2 separate regions of the Mus musculus genome follow, and region 1 is linked to region 2. The links are chromatin contacts, called in public Hi-C maps. All regions are on one chromosome and are shown on one strand. Each heading gives the region's core, a stretch centred on a gene start, on an enhancer-like site or on the middle of the called end of the contact. The rest is flanking DNA. Distances are from core to core; before and after follow the strand shown.

Evidence for each region. Hi-C and Micro-C count contacts between places; a contact is called where the count stands out from the background.
Region 1: a contact with region 2 is called in a Hi-C map of the C2C12 cell line, with 3 times the contacts expected there. The contact joins two enhancer-like sites. A contact is called at or near these places in 2 of 15 datasets of contacts at CTCF or cohesin (the NIH/3T3 cell line and pro-B cells), 31 of 484 Hi-C or Micro-C datasets (3T3-L1-derived adipocytes, 8-cell embryo, the BV-2 cell line and 18 more), 2 of 115 datasets of contacts at active chromatin or transcription factors (the HPC-7 cell line and embryonic stem cells) and 4 of 9 other capture datasets (adipose tissue, embryonic stem cells, liver and 1 more).

Annotation. Positions count from the first base shown.
Region 1 is chr1:135,532,813-135,537,952 of GRCm38.p6, forward strand. It overlaps Nav1 (neuron navigator 1), which reads right to left. Exons shown (of 30, transcript NM_173437.2): 2 at 4,385-4,487. Gm32940 (a long non-coding RNA gene) reads left to right here. Exons shown (of 4, transcript XR_003948736.1): 4 at 1-161. Among named protein-coding and RNA genes, the nearest start is that of Gm32940, 23 kb to the left of the region's middle. Within about 2 kb of position 2,714, at least 125 of the 459 cell types and tissues checked have an H3K27ac peak or open chromatin away from gene starts, as enhancers often do. A contact at or near this core is called in the BV-2 cell line, the C2C12 cell line, the HL-1 cell line and 3 more, where this site is marked.
Region 2 is chr1:135,407,900-135,413,101 of GRCm38.p6, forward strand. Ipo9 (importin 9) reads right to left here. Exons shown (of 24, transcript NM_153774.1): 5 at 1,494-1,582; 6 at 89-175. Among named protein-coding and RNA genes, the nearest start is that of Ipo9, 20 kb to the right of the region's middle. Within about 2 kb of position 3,287, at least 79 of the 459 cell types and tissues checked have an H3K27ac peak or open chromatin away from gene starts, as enhancers often do. A contact at or near this core is called in the BV-2 cell line, the C2C12 cell line, the HL-1 cell line and 3 more, where this site is marked.

The sequences.
Region 1 (5,140 bases), core at 1,464-3,963, 120 kb after region 2:
ATGTTCCTTTGTTACAGGGTATCTCAGGCTGTCAAGGGACAATGATCCTACTAAGTATCCAAGGCACGGATCCCATACTGAGCCTATCCTGTGAGTGTGGCTAGTGTTTAATACCCTTTTTGGTCATTTTTTTTGGTAAATAGCTCAAAGAAAGAAATTAATCTTGCTGGCCCACTGTTTCCTATCAGTGAGACAGGATAATGCCTACCTACCCTATGTAGAGTTGGGAGGACTGTAGCCATACAGATCTGACTGGGCCTGACATGTAGGTGCTCACTGAACCAGAATGAACTAGTGAGGGCTGGGGCTGGGGGTGGGGTAGAGAGTGGAGGCTGCTGGTTCAGAGCTCAGAAGACCTCGACTCTCCACTTTGTTCAGGGTGGATAGACAAGGTAGCCATCACCTCATCTGTCAATGAGCGAAGGACTAGCTGATCCCCAGGTACCAGATCTACGTAAACGTAAAATCGAATGTGGAAGGTACAAGTTTTTAGGAACCTTGGATATTACAGCAGGCCCCAGGAAGAGTGCTCAGCCATGAGCCTGGACATCAGAGGAAGCAGCAGACCTCCCGCCCCACCCTCAGCCCCCTAGGGAACAGACATGGCCTTCACCAGGTAGAGGACCCAGGAAAGCAGATGAAAGAGGTACAGCAAGATTCAGGGTCACAAGCCTTAAAGCCACTAGGCCAGGCCAAGGAAGCCACAGGCAGGCTAATACCAGAGGGCCTGAGGCTAGGGTCCCTGGGTCCTTCTCCCACAGGGCCAGAGAGGAAGTATGGCTGAAATCTGGCAAGAATGGTGGTCAGGGTTTTGGTTCAGTGTAGCACCACCACCAAGCCTAGCAATGGCGCGGCTCCAAATTCTGTGGCTCTTCTCTATCACAGGGCCTGACTGAAGTCAGACAGGGTTGAATCAACGACACGCGTGAGGTATGTGGGCCACCACAGCTGGGTAAACTGAGGCAACCAATGGCTGGACATGGCGTACACAAAGCAAAAGAGTCTTTGATCTGTGATCACTTCTCTTTCACGGGGACATTAGTCACAGGCCACTGGGTTTGTTTGTCTGTTTGTTTTTATGAAGTTGCTTGAAAAAAAGAAAAGCTCTCCCAAATGGTTTCTATTGAGCTGGAGAAAATGGCCTTCCTTCTCCTTAGCAGAACTGGAGGAGTCAGCGGTCCTGGGAATCAGCATTGGGGTTCTTGCAGCTGACCCACGGGAATGAGTGATGTCCTGCGTGCTCTCCACTGGCCTACACCCACCTTTCCCTGTGGGCCCAACAGTCCCAGCATCCTTTGCAGTTCTGCATCAGCTACTAGTTAGGGTTGGACCTCAACACCATCTCCATCTCCTGGGGGACAAAGGAAGTTCCCTGATGTCGGGGAAGCCACGGTCAGTCTGGTTGCTCACCTCCGTATTCTAGCACCTCATGAGGGAGGAGGCAGACCCAGGATGACTGTGCTGAATGTGGTAGGGACTGTCTCACCACAGATGAAGGTCAGGGCCTCATGCAGTAAGTACTTAGCAAAAAGAGGCTAACTGTGAGATGATGATGATGGTGGTGGTGGTGATGATGATGACAGAGGAGGAGCAGGAGGAGCAGCAGGAGAACATGGGGGTACACGGGGGAACTGGCTTGGGTACTTGGCTTCCAACACAGTAGCAAGCACATAAGGAAGTGAGGGCCCCCCACTCACCTCTGCCCCTGGCCTACCCTCTGTGTTACTCTCTGAACAGAAAACGCCTCTCTCCTATTTTGAGGCTCTATTTTGTTGTTGATGATTTTGTTTTGTTTTGTTTGTTGTTTCTTGAGACAGGGTTCTCTGTGCAGCCCTGGCTGTCCTGGCATTCACTCTGTAGACCAGGCTGGCCTCGAACTCAGCCTCCCCAGTGCTGGGAGTCGAGGGATGCAATATAACCATCCAGGTTTTTGCACTAAACCCCATCTCTAGCTCTCAGAGGAAAAGGTTTCTAGCTCACAGCTGATCTTCTGACCTGCAGCCCGAGCCTGGCCCCAGGCTTGCCTCTGGGGTATGGGAGGGGGGAGGTCAGTTTTGTTTCCTCTCCTCACCATCCCTACCTCAGACTTTTCTCACAGAGGGAAACATAGCTGCAGAAATAGAGGATGTAGCCTGAACGTCAAGTTTCCAAAAAGGAACTGAGTCTAAGTCACCCTGTGAGTCCCAGGGGGAGGGTGACCTTGGCAGATGCACCCTTAAACCCCCAAGGCCTTCGGGATGAGACTGTGTTGGCTCTGAAGGCTGGTGCCTCATGCTGTGTAGATAGATGCAGAGCTGCCCACATCAGCCTGTGGGGTCCAGCGTGTGTGTCTTTTCCCCCCAGTCTTTTCTCTAGTTTAGGGGAATATTGCTCCAAGGTACAGGGAGAGATTGATTGATAAAAAGCACTTTAAAAAGCAAAAGAGCCGTAAAAGTCAGGACACTGGTGTTTGGGTTATCCAAGTGTGGACTGGAGCTAATGTAAACTAAAGGCTAAGAGAGGAAGTGACCCGGACGGAGTATACAGTAAACAGAAGACCCAGAGGCCTGTTGGTCCTTTCTTTTCCATAAAGGGAGGCTGGAGCCAGAGGCCCCAAGGCTCTTGTCTCAACCAGTCAGCTTTAGGCTTCCCGACTTCCCTGGGGCCTCAGGGCAGGCATGAAGACACCAGGAGGCTGGAGCAGCTGCCTCTGCCCTGCTTCTGGGGGTGAGTCATTTGGGGTGTGACTCTTATAGCAGCTCAGCAATTCTCAGCTCCTTTGGCACGATCTTGGCCAGTGACTTGGCATGGAGAGATGTCCCAGAAACTTCCTTGGATAGGGGAAAGATTTGTCTATAGGGGGCTAAACTGTTGGATAACAGCTGAGTTAGAGCCTCCACTCTATCTCTATCTGGATTCCTATTTAGGGCTTGTGGGATGGGCAGGGGCTGTACCAAGGCTCCTGAAGCAACACAGACCACTTTCCCCTTACTTCCCTGACTGCCTCCTCCTAGTCCTCAGAAAGATGCTTAGGCATCTGGGACTAAGAGCCAACTCTTTTCTTTCTTTCTTTCTTTCCTTTTTTTTTTGTTTTTTGTTTTTTTGTTTTTTGTTTTTCGAGACAGGGTTTCTCTATGTAGCCCTGGCAGTCCTGGAACTCACTCTGTAGACCAGGCTGGTTTTGAACTCAGAAATCCACCTGCCTTTGCCTCCCAAGTGCTGGGATTAAAGGCGAGTTTCACCACCACCAGGGTAAGAGCCAGCTTTTTCAAGTCAGGGATATGAGTGGGCCTGTAGGGGGTAAGGGGAGGAGAAAGGTCTCAACAAGAAGCCCTAAGGCCAATGGATGAAGGCTCCCAAGGCCGAGGTTCAGCAACAGTTATGTGCTCCCACAGAGACTGCAATGATGCCCTAAAGGTAACAGGTCCTCTGACATTGAAGGCATGAAGGTGTGTCTGGATACTCCTCTGGCTGGCTGTGCCCTGAGCTAATAAAACTCCCTTTCCCCATGTCCCAAATTTGCATTCAGTTTTCTAGCACCAGGAGACAGAGAGGAACCTACCTCTAGTTCAACTGAGGAGGCTTCTGGTTCTTAATAAACAGGCCCTCTATGTCCATGCTCCACGATTTCCCAGTCTTGGCTGCCTGCTCACCTCCCCCCTCAGAACTCAGCTGGGCCCTCTGTCCCCCTTAGAGCTGACAGTATGAGCTCATCTGAACAGCCCAGGGAAGCCCAGAGGAACTGAATGGGAAATTCTGACTCACGGAGGGGTTGGTGCCAGAATGCTGCTCTTGGGGAAAAAGGCTGAGGGAGGGCTGTGTACCCTATAGCTGGGGGCTTGGGGGTTTCTGTAAGGGCTGGGGGAACAAGAGGGGATACCACTGGGTTGATTTTCTGGGTACCAGTATGTAGACCCTGTTGGGCACTCAGCCCTCCTTTAGGAGTGATAGAAGAGACTCGAGGACACCTGGCTGGTAGAGGGCTGATGAACCCAGGTGTTGGGATGCGGGGTACTAGCATCCCAGAGGGATGGGACTGAAAAGGAGGAGGGGTGAAGGGGTGTTCAGTAAACAAAGGCCTCTTGAAAAAGGAGGAGACTGTAGCCCACAGAGAGAACAGGTACCACAAACTGCACACCTGGCTTTCCACCCATACCCAGCCACCGTCACGGATGATAGCCTGTGTTCAACCATAAGCAAAGGCAAGACTGAGCAGGGTTTCTGCAGTGGTGCCGAGTTCCCCTTTCTTTGTAGCGCTGGCAATACGGGGGCCCCAAATGCCTGTGTTCACAGAGGCCAAGGCCCTCTGGTCAACCTGGGATGGCCATGTGGAGGTGTGGGGAGACACCGGCCCTTGCCCTCCAGACCCAGTAAGAGCACATCACCAAGGGCAGCCCAAGCTCACCTGTGAGTCACCTGGGAGCCTCGCAGGCTGGACATGGTTTCTTCCAGGTTCTGTCGGAGATCCAGAACGTTCTGTACTGTTCTCTTTCTCTGCGACTCTGGATCTGGCGAGGAGAAAAGAAAGAGGCGGTGAGAGGAGAGGACTCCTTGAAGGGACCTGGGAGTAAGGGAATGGGAGGCAGACACCATTATCTCCCAGAAGCCAGACCCTGGGGCCAGCCACCTGCTTCTTCTGTTCCTCAAAGATGACTGACAGTGCAGGTGCAGCTAAAGACCTCCATGTGTGTCCTGGGCTGGCTGAAGCCCCATACCCAACAAGGGCTACAGATAGGACCCCTCAGAGCCTCTCCCTGAATGACCACTGTTGCCTCTGGCTTTGGTTTCCTGTGGTAGAATGAAATGGGACACCCCTGACCCCCCCCCCAACCTCCTCTGGAGCAGTGTGTTGGTGTGTGCTTAGGGCTCTTGGAGGAGGGGACACTCTGACGAGCAGAGCTTGCCTAGTTCCACCATATAAGTATCCCTACACGGTGAGTTTCCATTTGTCAACATATCACAGAACATATCGTTCGAAGGGTTGGGACACATGGGGTTGCTCTGAGGGGTCTAAGAGGCCTCTGAGAGCCTCCTAAAGGTGAGGTGGCTAGTGGGAGCGGGAGATGAACAGCCATCTTCTGGGGTAGTTCAGACCCTATCCAAGAGTTAGAATCGCGAGTGAGGAAGAAGCATGGGCGGGGCCAGAGTCTGACCCAGTCAG
Region 2 (5,202 bases), core at 2,037-4,536:
GTTATAAAGTAAATCTTTGGCAGTGTAAAGTATTAATAAAGACTTTGGAACACAAATTTTGTTATTCATCAACCAAAGGTTCATTTACCTTTTCCAGTTCCTCCATGTTACAGATCATATGCGCACAAGTAGTAAAAATCTCCACTGCTCGGGAACGAGTTCGAATACCATACACCTGAGAAAAAGACCATGGCATAATCATGAGATTGGAGCATATATGTGTGTACATGTGACTAGAAGTAAAACTAGGACTAACCAACCAATCCTCACAGTTAATTCCCTAAAGAGACACAGATGCAATCCACTTATGGAAAACAATGGGTTTCTGTAATTAAGAAAGCGTAAGGTGACTGGTGGTGTATACTTTAATCTCATCACTGGAGAAGTAGAGGCAGGCAGATTTCTGTGAGTTCGAAGCCAGCCTGGTCTACAAAGTGAGATCTAGGACAGCCAGGGCTACTCAGAAAGACCATATCTGTGTACTCGAAATATAAACAAACACACACACACACACACACAGAGAGAGAGAGAGAGAGAGAGAGAGAGAGAGAAAGGCAACAGAATGTTAAACTTACTGGAATCAGCCTTTAAGACACAGTTTTTTGTTTTTTTTTAAAGACAAGATCTTACTCTGTAGCTCCCATTGGCCTACAGCTCACAGAAATTAGCTTTCCTCTGCCTGCTGAGTGCTGGTTTAGAGATGCCCTCCACCACATCCACCTTGGCTAGTAGATATTTTTCCTTTTTTGGAGATGGGGTTACGACGTGCCCAGCTGCTGCTTTGTCTCTACAGAGTGATGATAGAAGAGGCCCAGAGCCTTGAAAGCACGAGCTCTCTCCTGAGCTGAATCCCCACTTCTCAACGTATTTCCTTTACAATGTGGAGTATTCAGTGGGGGCAAGGGATTACAGAGGTTGGATACCTATTAAGATTCATACATTACTGTGTATAGATCACTATTATGTACGTACTAACACGTATATACATAATACATTAAGATTCTAGTCTTGTGCCGGGCAATGGTGGCGCACACCTTTAATCCCAGCACTTAGGAGGCAGAGGCAGGCCGATTTCTGAGTTCGAGGCCAGCCTGGTCTACAAAGTGAGTTCCAGGACAGCCAGGGCTACACAGAGAAACAACCCCTGTCTTGAAAAAAAGCAAAAAAAAAGATTCTAGTCTTGCAATGAAGTAACAGATGATTTTTAAATCCTTGGCCGAGCAGGTTAGGTCAAGAATGGCACTGTGCACTCAAGGGTGATAGGGTACAAAGCTGAGTGGTGTTGAGACATTTCAGTTACTTCATCAAGTGCTTTCCCTTGTAGTCATGAGATCAAAGACTACGGTCAATTCAATTTCTGATCTAGCTCAATGTCAATTCCAGTTTTTGGCATGGGCACCAGTGACAACAACCATCACCATACACCTGAGAGGTGGCGCTGACCAGAGCCAGGCAGGTCCTTTTGCTGCACCTACTGGGCTGAGATTCCATACCTCGGCCATGGTGAATATCTTATACATCTCTGGCAGAATGACAGGAGCAACAAGTGGCATCTGTGTGTCTGTCACTTCTCGAGTAAACTCTGCAAAGACAAAAAGTAAAAGATACTTCATAAAGATGAAGTGTGAAAGCTTGCAAGCCATCTAGGTAGCAGTTCCCAGTCGGACCTAGGAATGGCCACTGGTCTAGCAAACTCACTCTGAAGAAGGACAAGGAGCCAGAAGCATTATTCGTCAGAAGGGGAGAGAGAATAGGAACACAAAAGAAGATACAAGATATTAAAAAGAAAAGCACACAGATTAAAGCCATCTGCAACACAACTGCATACAAGTAAGGCAAACAGGGGTCCTTCTGAGCTTGTGCCATGACAGCTTTGAGCACAAGTGCCATTCTGGTTTCTGTCAGTTCTGTCTCCTGACAAGTTACTTCAATGTAAACAACAAAACAAACGGGGCATAGTGGTGCATGCCTTTTTAATTCCAGCACTTGGAAGGCAGAGGCAGGCAGATCTCTGAGTCCGAGGCCAGCCTGGTCTACAGATCGAGTTCCAGGACAGCCAGGGCTACATGGTGAGAGCCTAGTCTCGAGAAAAACCAACCAATCAACCAACCAACCAACTACCAACCCTCCCACCCATCTGAAAATGTATTAAGCATCGACTCCATTTATCAATGTGTAATTCTGGGGTTAGGATTCCTGAGTGAAGGTGTTTAACCCATGTGCAGATTTGAAAGAGGTGAGGAAAGACAGGTCATATCGTCTTGTGTATGGAAAAAAATTAAATAAGAAAATGCTATGCATAAAGACCCTGTATCAATCCCCACAGGTCAAATACAGATCAAATACTGGAGACCAGCTGTTCTTTAGGAATGTGGCTTCCTTCTGAAAGATAAATTCCAAGCTTTGTCTTAATAAAATTAATATCTTAATAAAATGTCAAATTCCATTTAGACTGAAGTCAGCCCAAATAAATACATTAGATAGCATATTACCACCTCTGGGCCTAGGATCAAGCATAGCCTGCATTTATGAATAAATATAGCATAGAGCTTGGGTGCAGCTTAGCACGTTCAAGGGTCTGGTCCGATCCCCAGTGTCATCGCCACCATCACCACCACTACAAAGAAAGGAGTCTTAGTACTGAAGTGACTAACTGTACAGTTTAACTTTTCTATAATCATTGTGAGTAGTCTCAATTTGTTCATACTTTGTAGGTTTAAATTCAAAGTAAGTTTTCTGAGGTCATTATTATCAAGTCAAAAAGTCTGGGGTATTAACAACTAAATTTACAAAACTATAAGATAGAAGTAAAAGATTTATCTATTAGATCAAATATTTAAATTCTTAGCATATAGTCCCTTTATATCTTGAGACCAAGTTCTCTTTTATAAATAGTAAAATAACTCAGAAGTCAAGAACAGTATCTTCCTCCAAAAAGTCTCAAAGACACTGGGCACAGCTGGACATGCCTATTTTCCTAAGCTATTCTGGAAGGTGAGGTGGGACTACCGGAGCCAGGAGTTAAAAGTTAGCCTGGGCAACACAGAGTGACCTCCATCTCAAAATAAAAAAAGGAAAACCCTAAAGAGAACTGGTCCCACATTTCTCACACACCAATACTTTTCTGTCCTCATGGATGTTCCAGTTCCTGTGGTGTGAAGTTGAAATCAACTGGAGTAGCTATTTGTGAATGGAGGCTGGCTGCCGTCCACTTCATGCCTGCTGACTCATTACAAAGGATACACATTTCTTCACCAGTTCCTTCTCCTGGCTGGGAGAAAGTGACCTCACTGTATAGTCATTTCCTTAGTCAAGTACAAAGCCTCTTCTGCTTTCCAATCAGAGTAACTATACAGCCATCCTTTCTCTCCAGGTCTGTCAGAAAGAAGCTAACTCCGTACAGGAAAACTAGGATTTCCTCTCCTTGGCTAAAACAATTGCCCTTTGCTGGATACCCTGGCACTAGGAGAGCTAAGCAAAGGCTCTTAGAAGTTCAATTCCACAGAGCAGTCACCTCACTCATACAGAAGCAGGGAGGTGAAAGGCCAATCAAGGAACACCTTGGCCTTTCTGATGTTTCTGAGCTAAAAGCTCACCAGTAGGTACACAGTCGGAACTCTAAAAGGGTATCTGGGGGTAAGAATAGGACAAATGAAAGGTCTGACTTTGACATAGAATTGGTAACCTGCTATTAATGCTGAGTGGGCATGTAAAATGCAGCATAGATGCCAAGTAAACAGATTCAACGGCTAGACCTCGAGTGCTGCTCCTCACACACCTGAGCGTAGGAACTCGACATGCCACTCAGTGTGCAGGAGCCAGGGAATTATATCAGGAAAGGACTTTCTTGTTTGTTTGTGTAGCCTTGGCTATTCTGGAACTCACTTTGTAGACTAGGCTGGCCTCGAAGTAGAGATCTATCTGCCTCTCTCTTGAGCGCTGAGATTAAAAGCATGCACCCCCATGCCTGCCACCATGCCCGGCAGAAAAGGACTTTCAACCTCCCCTCCTTTCATATGCCAGAGCCCCAGGAACATAGAGGTTTCAGAGATCAAAGGCTCCCATCTCCTCCTCTATCACACAACACCATGCAGAACCTGCTAGAGCCAGAAGAATTGAGAACTAATTTGTAACTAAGTGCAGCTGAGCTAACAATTTACCCCATAACCAGTCTTTAAAATATACATACATATATCTATCTTATTTTTTAATTACAAATGTGTGTGTGAGCGTAGATCCTCAGAGGCCAGAGGCACTGGATCCCCTGAAGCTAGAGTTAAATAAAGGCAGCCATGAGCTGCTTGATGTGGCTACACAGAATACAACTCAGGTCATCTGCAAAAGCAGCATGCATGCTTAACTGCATGCACTAGCCTCCTTCTGAGGGGAGGGAGGGGGCTTTTGTCTGCATGTATGTCTGTGCACCGAGTGCCTGCGGAGGGACCAGGAAAGGGAGGTATACCCCTGGGATTGGGCTTACGGATGGTTAGGAGCCCTGGGAATTAAACCCAGGTCCCCTGGAGAGCAGCCAGTGCTCTTAACCACTGAGCTGTCTCTCCAGCCCCATAACCTCCCCTCTTCTTCCTATACTGTTCTTCTTAGTCTCATCCCTTACTCTTTCTACTTAATGAAAACTTCCCATCAGCTTTAACAATCTCTAAAATCTGCAGACCCCAAAGGGGTCTCAACTTTCCCCTTCTGGCTACATTTTACTAACCTCAATGTTTTTCTTCTCCAAGGTGATCTATGCTAACTCCTCCCTCTTACAAATCCTAAATCCTCCCTATTTCTATCTTACAAACAAAAAATTTTGAGTCTACTCTACACTATTTAAACCTGGTTATTTGTCCTCCAACAGTTCTTGACAATTGCTTAGTGCTGATATCAAGCAGCTGTGGTTGCTTTCACAGCTAATATGGAATTCGGGGAATAAGACAGACTGTACACCAGGTCCTCAGAGCTACTCCTGGTCTAAGGAATTATTTTCTGAACTACACATTCAAGTCCCATTTGACCATTTCAAATATGTCATCTGAAAAATATAATTGACAAAAAATAAACCAAGCAAAGAAAAAAATACCAGATATGTAAACCCAATGCAGTAACATAAAAAATAGGAAATATCAAAGCAAACTAACTCCTTCAAAATTACTAAAACTATAGCAATGATCTCTAGTGAGAATCGGATGAAGTCCCTGAGAG